Linked DNA regions of Anas platyrhynchos: region 1 is linked to region 2. The links are chromatin contacts, called in public Hi-C maps. All regions are on one chromosome and are shown on one strand. The core of a region is the stretch at or near the end of the contact, and the rest is flanking DNA. Distances in the headings are between cores, read along the strand shown.

The links. Hi-C and Micro-C count contacts between places; a contact is called where the count stands out from the background.
Region 1: a contact with region 2 is called in a Hi-C map of subcutaneous adipose tissue, with 2.7 times the contacts expected there. The contact joins the enhancer-like site here to the promoter of TMEM164 in region 2. A contact is called at or near these places in 5 of 8 Hi-C or Micro-C datasets (F1 follicle, liver, skeletal muscle and 1 more).

What each region holds. Positions count from the first base shown.
Region 1 is chr10:5,652,089-5,657,458 of IASCAAS_PekinDuck_T2T, reverse strand. All of the region lies in intron 5 of TMEM164 (transmembrane protein 164), which reads right to left. Among named protein-coding and RNA genes, the nearest start is that of TMEM164, 35 kb to the right of the region's middle. Within about 2 kb of position 2,743, at least 3 of the 8 cell types and tissues checked have an H3K27ac peak or open chromatin away from gene starts, as enhancers often do. A contact at or near this core is called in F1 follicle and subcutaneous adipose tissue, where this site is marked.
Region 2 is chr10:5,617,281-5,622,218 of IASCAAS_PekinDuck_T2T, reverse strand. It overlaps TMEM164 (transmembrane protein 164), which reads right to left and starts at 2,476. Exons shown (of 7, transcript XM_027465421.3): 1 at 2,168-2,476; 2 at 1,250-1,770. The coding sequence starts at 1,714.

The DNA of each region.
Region 1 (5,370 bases), core at 1,494-3,993, 35 kb before region 2:
ACTACCTTGCAAATAGTTTTTCATTGTAGACAGCAAGAGAAGAAGCAATTAGCCTTGGTGTTGCAGTTTAGAAGACCATAGCTCTATTTTTGGCTATCCCACCAATTTTGAGTGACCTGCTCAAGCTACAAAGAAAGTCTTTGTACTACCTCCCCAGCTGCAGGATAAAGAAAACATACTTTGACTCGCAAAGTTTTTTTTTTGTTGCTTATGCAGACTTATGGGCATGTTTAGCCTAGATGCAAAACATGAGATAAAATTTAAATAAGGTATAGAAGAAGAATAGTTCAGTTGGAAGCAGCCTACATAGATCAAAGTCCACCTGCCTGATCACTTCAGGACTAAACAAAAGTTAAAGCATATTTACTGAGGGCATCATTCAGGTGCTTCTTGAACACGGACAGACATGGGGCATCTAAAACAGCTTCCAGAAACTGGCAGAGTAGTGCTATATCATATTCAATTTCACATGAACTTGCCTAGTTGGCAGCTGCTTACGTTATAACAGAAGTTTCTGTAAAGTCTGAGAACAGATTCTAAAGAAGTAAACACTCAGAAAAACTATAATAGACCTCAATATTGGGAACGATTTGGGAGACCTACAGTGCAGTGTGTAAACACTGAAATAGACAAGTGAGCCTAACTATGAAACAGGATTGGTGGGAGAATACAGTCATTAAAAGACCCAAGTATTAGTCTTTTAAGTAAAATTGCACAAGATTACAAAATGGATCAGTGACATAGTTTGGCTTTGAAACGCAGCTTCTTGTGGCCAGCTCCAATCTAGTGAAGGAATCATGTTTCAGAAGTCACTTAGGAGAACTGTTCAGGTTCCTACAGCTGTGAATTTCACACTGCTACATCCTCTCTTTGTTCCAAGACTTAAAAGGAGAAAAACATGGTGACTCTCACCCACTACAGACTCTCAATCTTGCTATATAAGAGAAAATTTCCTCCTTGCTAGACTTTGCAATCCTGAGAACGATAGTGTGATTTTCAGCAGTATCTTTATCTGGACATCAAGGGACAAAAAGGAAACAATGACCTCCACAGAAAAGCATTTCAGAGAGCTTTGGATTCCCACATGCATTTGGGGGAACTAATTTTAAATTAATACCTGGGATATTTTCTGTACATTTGTCACTGAGTAAATAATCACTATAGATTTTATTACTGTACTGTCCTGCTATTTAACAGATGCCTGCTTAACAGAGCAGTGTGATCTATTTTCTATAGTACACAGTCTGCTAATGAAAACATACAAACAGGAAAATTGAGATCCAGCTGAGTGGCTGTTTGAATGGCCTGTGTTGTCTTTGGCAAAAGCTATTTGCTGCTTACACGAGAAATCAATTTCAATATGTGGCAGTGAGTTTCACTATCTCTCTATCCACAAAGGATCACAGGCAGTTCTTATACGTTAAGCACTTTCAAAAATTTAATCCAGCTGCCAGTCTGGCACTAATCTCATTCTCGGAAACGCTCATGCCCCAGACAGTTGAGACTGTTTCAAATCAGGGTCATCCAAGTAGGCTGTATGTTTGTTCCTGTGTTGAAATAGCATGGCAGTGCATCTTTCAGTTTAGATTAAACTTCATTATTTCAGTAGCACTGATAGGAAGGACTTCATATAGGTTGAGGGCCTTGGGATTCTTCATCGGCTTCTGCAGCAAGGAGTTGCGTGACCTTGAACAAGCTATGCAGTTAATTTTGCCATTTACAAAATGGAAGTGTGGCTTGAATAATCTAAAGATCAACACAGAGACTCAATTTATTTTATATTGGTTTCCATCTTCCCCTGCAAAGTCTTGTGTTAGTTGCAGTGTTATAAATGTCTAGTGTCTTAGGAATTACTGATATTTATTTAAAGTTATCAAATAATAGGATCGTAAAAATTTGAATGCAATTTACTAGAAAGGAAAACAGAATGCAGTACAGTTATTCCTGCTTGAATAGGAGAATTAGAACCTAAATACAGTATATTTTTTTAATTTGATAGGGTTTAAAAATAATCCCTCTTTCCTAATTAATGTCTTGCTTTATTTGCTACTATATTTAATAGAGATGTTTCAGTTTTCCGGCCCCAAACATTCTCCTTTTGTAGTCTCCTAACTAGAGCTATACATACTTGATCCAGAACTCTGAGCAACTGTTGCAATTCCTTCATTTTCAAGCTGTAAAAAGGCGAGGGCAAACTTAATTCCGTTTTATTTCCCTTAATCAAGGGGTTAATTTCAATAGTGTATTTTGATCTATTGAGCTAGCCTAAAGAACGAACTTCCTTTCCAGGGGGAGAACAGAAAAACTGTTCTCCAGAGGATGAGCTAGTTATCACCTGAAATCTGCAATTTCCCCTACAGTTGTTCTGAATTTATGGGCAGATTTCAAAACACAACCTTATACCAGGAGATTTTTATTCCCCAACCGTCAGCTACTCTTGTCAAAATCACCTTGGACAGGAGATCTTGTATTACTTGCTCCTGTCAGGAGCGACTTTTGATAGTCCATAAAGAAGGCTCTTCCTTTTCCTTCACATTGTTAGTCATTCTTCCATATACTGGTAAAAATAAAATAAAATAAAATTGCTCAACTTCTCAGTCTCTTGCATGTAGAGGGAAGTCTTTAACAGACCTTGGGCCCAGTCAGAACATCCTTTTTTAGCTCAAGTGTTTCACAGTAGGAACTGCCCAGTGCATGAAGCTCAGTGGGTCACGTCACAGACACTGTCTCCTCCTCTTCCTCTCCAGCTCTCTTAAATCTTCGAACAAGACCAGCTTGAAATGCTCGAGCTGCAGAAGAGCCTGCAGCCCAGCACACAGCTCCAGCTGCCAAGTGCCACAGCTGCCCTGCTGCTCCAAGTGCCAGCTCTCAGCACTGCTGGGCAGCGGACCAGTCACTTATATCTAACACGTGGGATCCGGGAGGCAGAGAAAAGCTGGAACAGTAACATGGAAGCTGTCAGCAGGAGAGCAGGAACATAATCGGATGAGAGTGAACCTTACACAGTGCACAAGAGTCAACAGCTCTCTAAGCAGTTAAGAGTTTCAGTGGAAGAAATGAAACCCTTATTATAAAGTATTTCACTGAGAGGGAGATAAACGTGGTTTGTAACTATCTAACTATATTCAAATATATGGCCAATTCTTCCTGGATTGCTAAGGTATATAATTCCCAGCAGCCAGAGAAAAAGCAAAAGTTTAATTCCCTAATTGCTTTAATTCTACCTCCCTAGTTTACAGCTACAGAAAAAATGATCCTTCCATCTGTACTTGCTACCTATGTTCTACATCTCATAACTGAGCCCGGCTTCTTGTTAGGTAAAAACCACCGCCTGCCCTTAAGGAAGCTGGCTAGCCAGAGCAGCTTCTGTCTGCCTTCCGAAGGGTGACGATGGTGTGCTTTGTTGCAGGGGGAGGTTCGTCAACTTCTATGGGCTTTCTCACAGTGCTACAGAAATTAATCTGTTCTGATGCCACCTTTGAAGACAATTAGATCAAAAAAGAAAAAGGCTTCGTGACCTGAGCCAGAGAGATGGTTTCTTTACTGCTCATGATGATACAGAATTGCCTTATAAGCTATTCTCACTCTGCTCCCAGCAAACAACTTCCCTACTGAAGTACTGAGGATCAGTATGTCTGTCCCTCTGTGCTCAGCTCTCAAAAGGAGATGGGGCCAGCCTACATGGCTGTCCAGAGTTTGCTCCAAAAAGGTGTTGTGTTTTTTTTTCCCTTCCCTAAAATACCACCAAATTAATTTACTCTCTCCACAGAGTGGATGACCTACGTTTCAACTGTGAATTTTGAGAATTTGCCCGGCCATTTTAACAGAACGGATGCTAGTGACCATCTCCCCCTGCAGGTGAAAGTGTCAAATCACGTTATAATTGACACCAACATAAAGGGCTCTAATTAACCACACTAGATCTTCAGATCCATAGATCAAATTGCTCCTTAAAGTGACAAAACCCTAAAAATACCCGACACCAACATCCTTGCCTACTTCACTAAGTTACTGTAAAGTCTACTAAATAACACTGGGGATCTCAAAACACATGAAGGATGATCTCAACTCTGCTGTTAGGAAGCCCCTACAAATCAACCCTTATTCCAAACTTCTGTGGAGTGACCAATGCTCACAGTCCCCAGGAAACAGCAATTCCACTTTGATCAAACTTCAAAACTATCTGAAACTCTGAAATCAGGTGCACATCTAATCTTGTCAAATCCATCCAAAAGCTGACCAAACTAGCTTACGGACCAAGACGGTCAAAAACTGAGAGACCTCTGAGGCTGATGGAGCACAAAGTAGGTTTTTTTCATCATGTTATGAGCTGGCAAAACCAAGTCCTCCAAAAAGCACTGAAGGTGTCTAATACTTTGATCTTAGAAGGTCAGGTTAATGCACTGTTGAAATAGCTTTGACAGTTTGAGACATTACACTTCCTCAGCTGCCATCTCCCTGAGCCTTCTGCCAGCTGTCTGTATCCCAGTAGCAAAAAACAGACTCACCCGAGTACACTCATATGCTTTAGAAGACAAGCTTAGTTGTAACTGTAGATGAAAGCGATTTGAGGACTTTTCAATGAAGGGGTTGGTTCCCTGGTCTCAAGTCATGCTGCTGTGGTTCCCGTCTTCTTCCCTCCACCCTGATAATTCCTTTCTTGCACCTCCCTTTTGCTAGTCCCAGCACTCATCTGATCCCGCTATAACCCAACTCAGGAGCTACAAAAGCATGCACACCTTCTTCCACACGGAAATGAGAATCTCACCTCCTGATGACTAGAGGAAACAGTGAGTATATCCACAATTCTACATCCATTCTATTGCTCCGCTTCAACCTATTCAGCTGTTTCAGGAATGTTGTGTCCTGCCAGAGGCACAGAACAATATTTGGCAGGGTTCACACATGTTACAAGGTAAGATTCATCCAGCAAGAAAGCTGAGAATTGCAGGTCTGTTTCATGCATGACCTGCCTTGAGTTTGGCTTCTCTGTTGAACTGCTCTATCTGAACTACCTCCGTTCTGCATGAGTGCCTCTTATTGCAGGTCAGAGAGATACGAGCTATATCATTTATTCTGTCTCAACTGGCATGTGTGTGTATGCATACATGTGTGCACTTGGAACGGAAATATGTTAGAAGGGGAAGTAATGCAATTTGTATTCAATCAGTACAGAGGGCAGGGAGAAGGAAGAAGAGAGAAAGATGTGTTAATCCCTAAAGGGGAATACACCTCGAGCACGGAGCTCTCAGTGAGCTCACTGCGCAGCACTGATGAGAAATGTTCGAACTCAGCCTTCAATTTGATCCTGCCGTTAGTGAAGCCCCCACACTGACAGGGGTGAGGCAGGAAGGTGATGCTGCCAGTGCA
Region 2 (4,938 bases), core at 1,227-3,726:
AGCGTTACAGAGCAATGGAATGAGGCCATAATGGTTTCTTTCATAATTATTTCTACAGCTCTTGCATACCTTCTGCTTTCCCCCTCCTTACCAATACTGACTAATTGATTGCACAGCCATTGTTACCACTTTATGGAAAGCATTTCTACTGGTGTAAAATACTGACCTAACATTGCATCACAGCTTAGGAATCTACATAACTTCCTAATTAAGGTCTGGAACAGTAACTTAATTGTTGTAGATGTCCTGAAAAGTGCTGTAAAAGCCTTTTTTTTTCCCCCCTCTTAAAACAACACCTATCTCCCTCAGACCTCTGGTACTAGCAGTTAGCCTTCTGCAAAGGGAGACTAAGAATGGTATTGGTCTGATTTTCATTTGTTATTGCTGTTTGTCAAAAATCTTTCACAAAAGCTGCCATGATAGAAGTTTGTCTGTCTCCTGTGAGTTGTTGAGCTTAAATTTTGTAAGTTGTCCCGTGTTGATGGTAGTGTGTTAGCAAAATTAAACAAAATTATTATTTTTGACATCCCACACTCCTTAACCTCAGTGAGCTAAGTACATACGCTGAACTACTGACAAATACAATTTGTAAGATTTAGATACCACAGCTCAGTAACTGTTTATGAACGTTTCCATTATTTTCACAGCTACACAAGCTGTGTATTATCACGCATCACCAACTATGCCACAAGTTGCTAAAGTACATGGTTTATCCACAGATATGAAGCCGGCTCAGTTCATTCACCCATACATAAGGTGTTGGTTCCTTACTATGCAGCTTTTAAAATAAAGGCAAACCAAAATTACCAGCATAAAATAAAAAGCACTTTGCTTCTTTAACAACTTCACAAAATACATTCACACCCCTGAATATCACTTGCCAGAAGCAGCTGTTTGTGAATTACATGGGCCCTTTTGCAATAATCTTGTTTTTATTACATTTGGTGCTAGTTTTCCCACTGCAGTCAGTGGAAACAGCTTTTTCTGTTCTTGAAACAAGGGCAAGGTGAAGGTGAGAAAGCCTTTTCAACCACAGAAGTAGGCATTAAACTAGCTACAATTTCACCTTTTTGTTTGACTTTGTTTTTTCCACAGATTTCAGTTCAGCCAATTAAATGCAAAGTTCTAAAGCGTTTACACCAATTATTGTCATTTGTACCTTTGTGGACTTTCGGTCCACAAGCTGAAAAAAACGCTGCTTTGTGAGCACAAAAAAACTGAGGCAGACTGCCCGGTGCACAAGCGTTACCTGCATCACGGTGACCACATGGCAGGGATTCAGCAGGTAAATGACGGTCCTGGTGGCAAACTTGAAGCCCACCTCCAGCCCGAAGATGAGACAGAGGGCCACCAGCAGCAGGTTCTTGCCCAAGCTCTCCTGCTTCGCCCGGGGCTGCTGCAGCAGCTGAGCCTCCAGCTCCTTGCAGTGCAGCTGCCTCAGCTTCCACAGGGACAGCAGGATCTCCGCGGCGCCCACGCTGAGGAAGACGAGGCTCTCCACAAAGCGCTGCTGCCCTGAGAGGAAGGCCGCGCACTCCGGCCCTCCGTTGCCGGCGAAGCTGGGGTCCACGCCCCCGTACATCCAGTCCAGGAGGTTGTGCAGGCTGTACCGGGACATGGTGGGCCGGCGCCCGCTCTCCTCCCCGTCACTGCCCGGGCGCAGGTAGGAGCAAGTCGGAATCAAAGCCGAAATGCTGTCGGGCTGACGGAACATGAAACGCGAGGACGTCCCGCCTTCCTGCCCGAGCCTTTCCTTTCTCCGCCGGCAGCCTACGAAGAGAGGTGGCACTCACGGGAGGCGGCGAAACCCGGGGAGGGGGGGGGGAGCCGCGGGCCCCCGGCTCTCCTCAGGCCGCCGCCCGCCGCCTCCCCGCCCGCTCGCCTCAGGCGCCGCAGCCCCAGCGGCCGCCGCTCGCGGCCCTTCCCGCCCAGCGCCGCCCTGAAGGGGCGGCCCCGGTGCCTCGCAGCCCCGTACCTCAGAGCCCGGCGCTTCAGAGCCCGGCGGCGGCTCCGTTACCCAGCTCGGCCCGCAAGAGGCGGGCCCAGCTCCCCCGTTCCGCGGGGCCGGGAAGGAGGAAGCGCTCCCCTCAGCGGCGGCGGGGCGAGCCTCCCTGCCGCCGCCCTCCCCAGCGCCGCAGCATCCCCTCCCTCCCTCCCCGCCACATACACACGCAACGTGCCCGAGGCGCCCCGAAAAATGGACGAGCCACGCGGGTGGCTCCTCTGTTCCGGCTCCTCTGTTCCTCCTCCTCCTCTTCTTCCTCCTCCTCCTCCTCCTCCTCCTCAGCCCGCCCGGCCCGGCCTCCAGCCCTTTGTGGGCCCGGGGGCTGTGGCAGGACCGCTGGCCGAGGCTGTTCTGAGGGCTGCCCACGCTGCCCCGCCGCAGGTTTTGAAGCGGCTGCAGAGAACTACGTGCAGGGCGGGCCCCGGCTGCGATTTGCCTGGCGAGTAGGCAAATGATCCGAGTTCTTGCCAAAATTTCATTATCGGAACATGGTGATGTGAAAGTGAAATTCGCAAGTGAAGGAAGTGGTGGTTGAGAGCAGGAAAACCCATTAGCGCTGCTCTGTTATCGATGCATTTTCTCCATTCCCTATCTCAGTAATCCTGGTTCCCTGCTGCTCCCCACACGGCTACCTCCCCCAGACCCCTCCTTGTGCCTCCAAGACCCCCCCCAGTGCCTCCCAGTGCCAACCAGCACCAGAGGCCCCAGAAGCCCACAGGAATGCCCCAGCGCTGCCGTGCTGTTTGCAGGCACTCTCTAGCTTTTCCATCAGCACAGATGCTGAGGGCAAGAGCATCTCCTGTCCCTGTGTGTTCTGGGAGCTGCTGGCAGCTCAAGACTACCACACCAGCTCAGACCAGTTTGAAACTAAAAGCTCGGCTGTGGACCTGTCACCGCCAGCCCATCAAAACAGATTTATGCTGTGCTCATCCTTTTTGGCTTAGTCACCTATCTAAGTCTCTTGCACGCGCCCAGTTCTGAGGAAAAGAACTGGTAGTGTGACTGCATAAGATTCATTTCCTGGTGAACAGAATCTAATAATTCCTGACTATGTATTGGTATCCTAAGTACAGGCCTTCTTCACTTTACAAAAAAGGAGTTCAGGAAATGAGGAATCCCAGAAACAGACCACAGGCACTGCAAGGTGACAGACAGAATGAAACTCAGAGGCAAGTTACAAAGCTGTCTGCAATTGTAGCAAGAGTGGCTGTCCTATGGCACAGGGCTGGGGAGATGGACCTGTGCCAGGTTGTGCATGAGCAGACAATCCAATTGGTAGACTCCAGGAGAGAAAATACTCTGTGCTTATCTTTACAAGCAGTATTCCTGTATTTTACTAATAGGGGAAGAAAAAACTGCCAAGCTAGTGATGTTAGTGCTGAGCTGCTTCAACTGTTGAACAGAAATTGTAATAAAGGTTGCGATATTTGGGGGGGAAAGAATATAAGTATGTATCTAATACATAATACATTCTCTATGTGTTTATATTATGTGTACTCTATTAAAGACATAAAATAATGAAAGAAAACAAATTATAATCACAGTAAATAAGAACTAGATGAAACATATGCAAGTGTTCTGGACTGATCCATGCAGTTATTGATTTCCCAGTTCATTTACCATAATTTAGGTGAGGTCAGTAGTATCACTGTGTTAAAATCCTAGAAAAAGCTCTTACAGAATAGCTTAGATCTTAATCTTAGCTTTGAGTTAATGAGGAACCTATTAGAACAAGAAAGTGAAACTGCAAGGGACTAGTATAGTCTCTTTCAAAATTGAATAAGTGAAAATTTAACAGCAGGGCCAAAATAGCCTATGTTTTATAACAAGCATAAAGCTATTTTTTTTATAAAATGTTTGCAAGATGAGTCTGCCCCTGTATGGATTACTTCTACCTGAATATGCTGAAACATTAGTTTTGTTTTCAGTTAAAATATGTAGTCAGCAAGGCACTTGCAAAATATTACCTGGAGAACTGTATTAAAAGGTCTATACAAAACTGGCAGGATAGAAAGCAATGGTTCATTGTTGAAAGGAAAGATACATTGGTGGGTTCCCAGCATGTGTCCTCAGTCAGGTTCTGCTTGGTATTTTTATTAACAATGCAGGTAAAGAAATAGAGAACATACTCATCAATTTCGCAGGTGACTCAAAGCTGAGGGGAAGAGAAATCAATTTCAAAATATTCTTGATAACTCAGAAACATTTTTTTTTTTAAAACAACAACAACAAAGAAATCCAGTAAGAATGAGATGTGTCATAGTTCAGTAATAATATTCATATAAGCCAGCTACTGTGAACCGCTGCCTTTCCCTTCCCCATGCTATTCATTTTCACTCTCTTATGCTAGCATAAGCTCTTCTGCTTGACTGTGTAAGGAAACTGGTTAACATTACAACTCTAATCCCAGAAACAGCTGGAACCTGGAGCACCTCCCTTCTCCATTTTATCCTACTTTGGGTTACGGTGATGGGTGACCTGTTTTTCTGTGATTATCACAGAATCACAGAATCACAGAATTTCTAGGTTGGAAGAGACCTCAAGATCATCGAGTCCAACCTCTGACCTAACGCTAACAGTTCCCACTAAACCATAGCCCTAAGCTCTACATCTAAATGTCTTTTAAAGACTTCCAGGGATGGTGACTCCACCACTTCCCTGGGCAGCCTGTTCCAATGTCTAACAACCTATCCACTTACTAAAAAGGAGCATAGTTGGTGTAAAAAGGATACCTTGGTATAACTGATACTTTTTAGCAACATCACATGAATTGTTAATTCATGGTTGGATTGTGGTCCACTACAAATGCAAGAGATTTGGGTTCTCAGTTCCTAATCTGCTGGGTGGTTTACACACAGCTCTCTGTGTTCTCTTCATTCTCAGTGTTTTGGTTTCAGCTTCTTTCAAAAGCACTCTGAATTCTGTAAGAATTG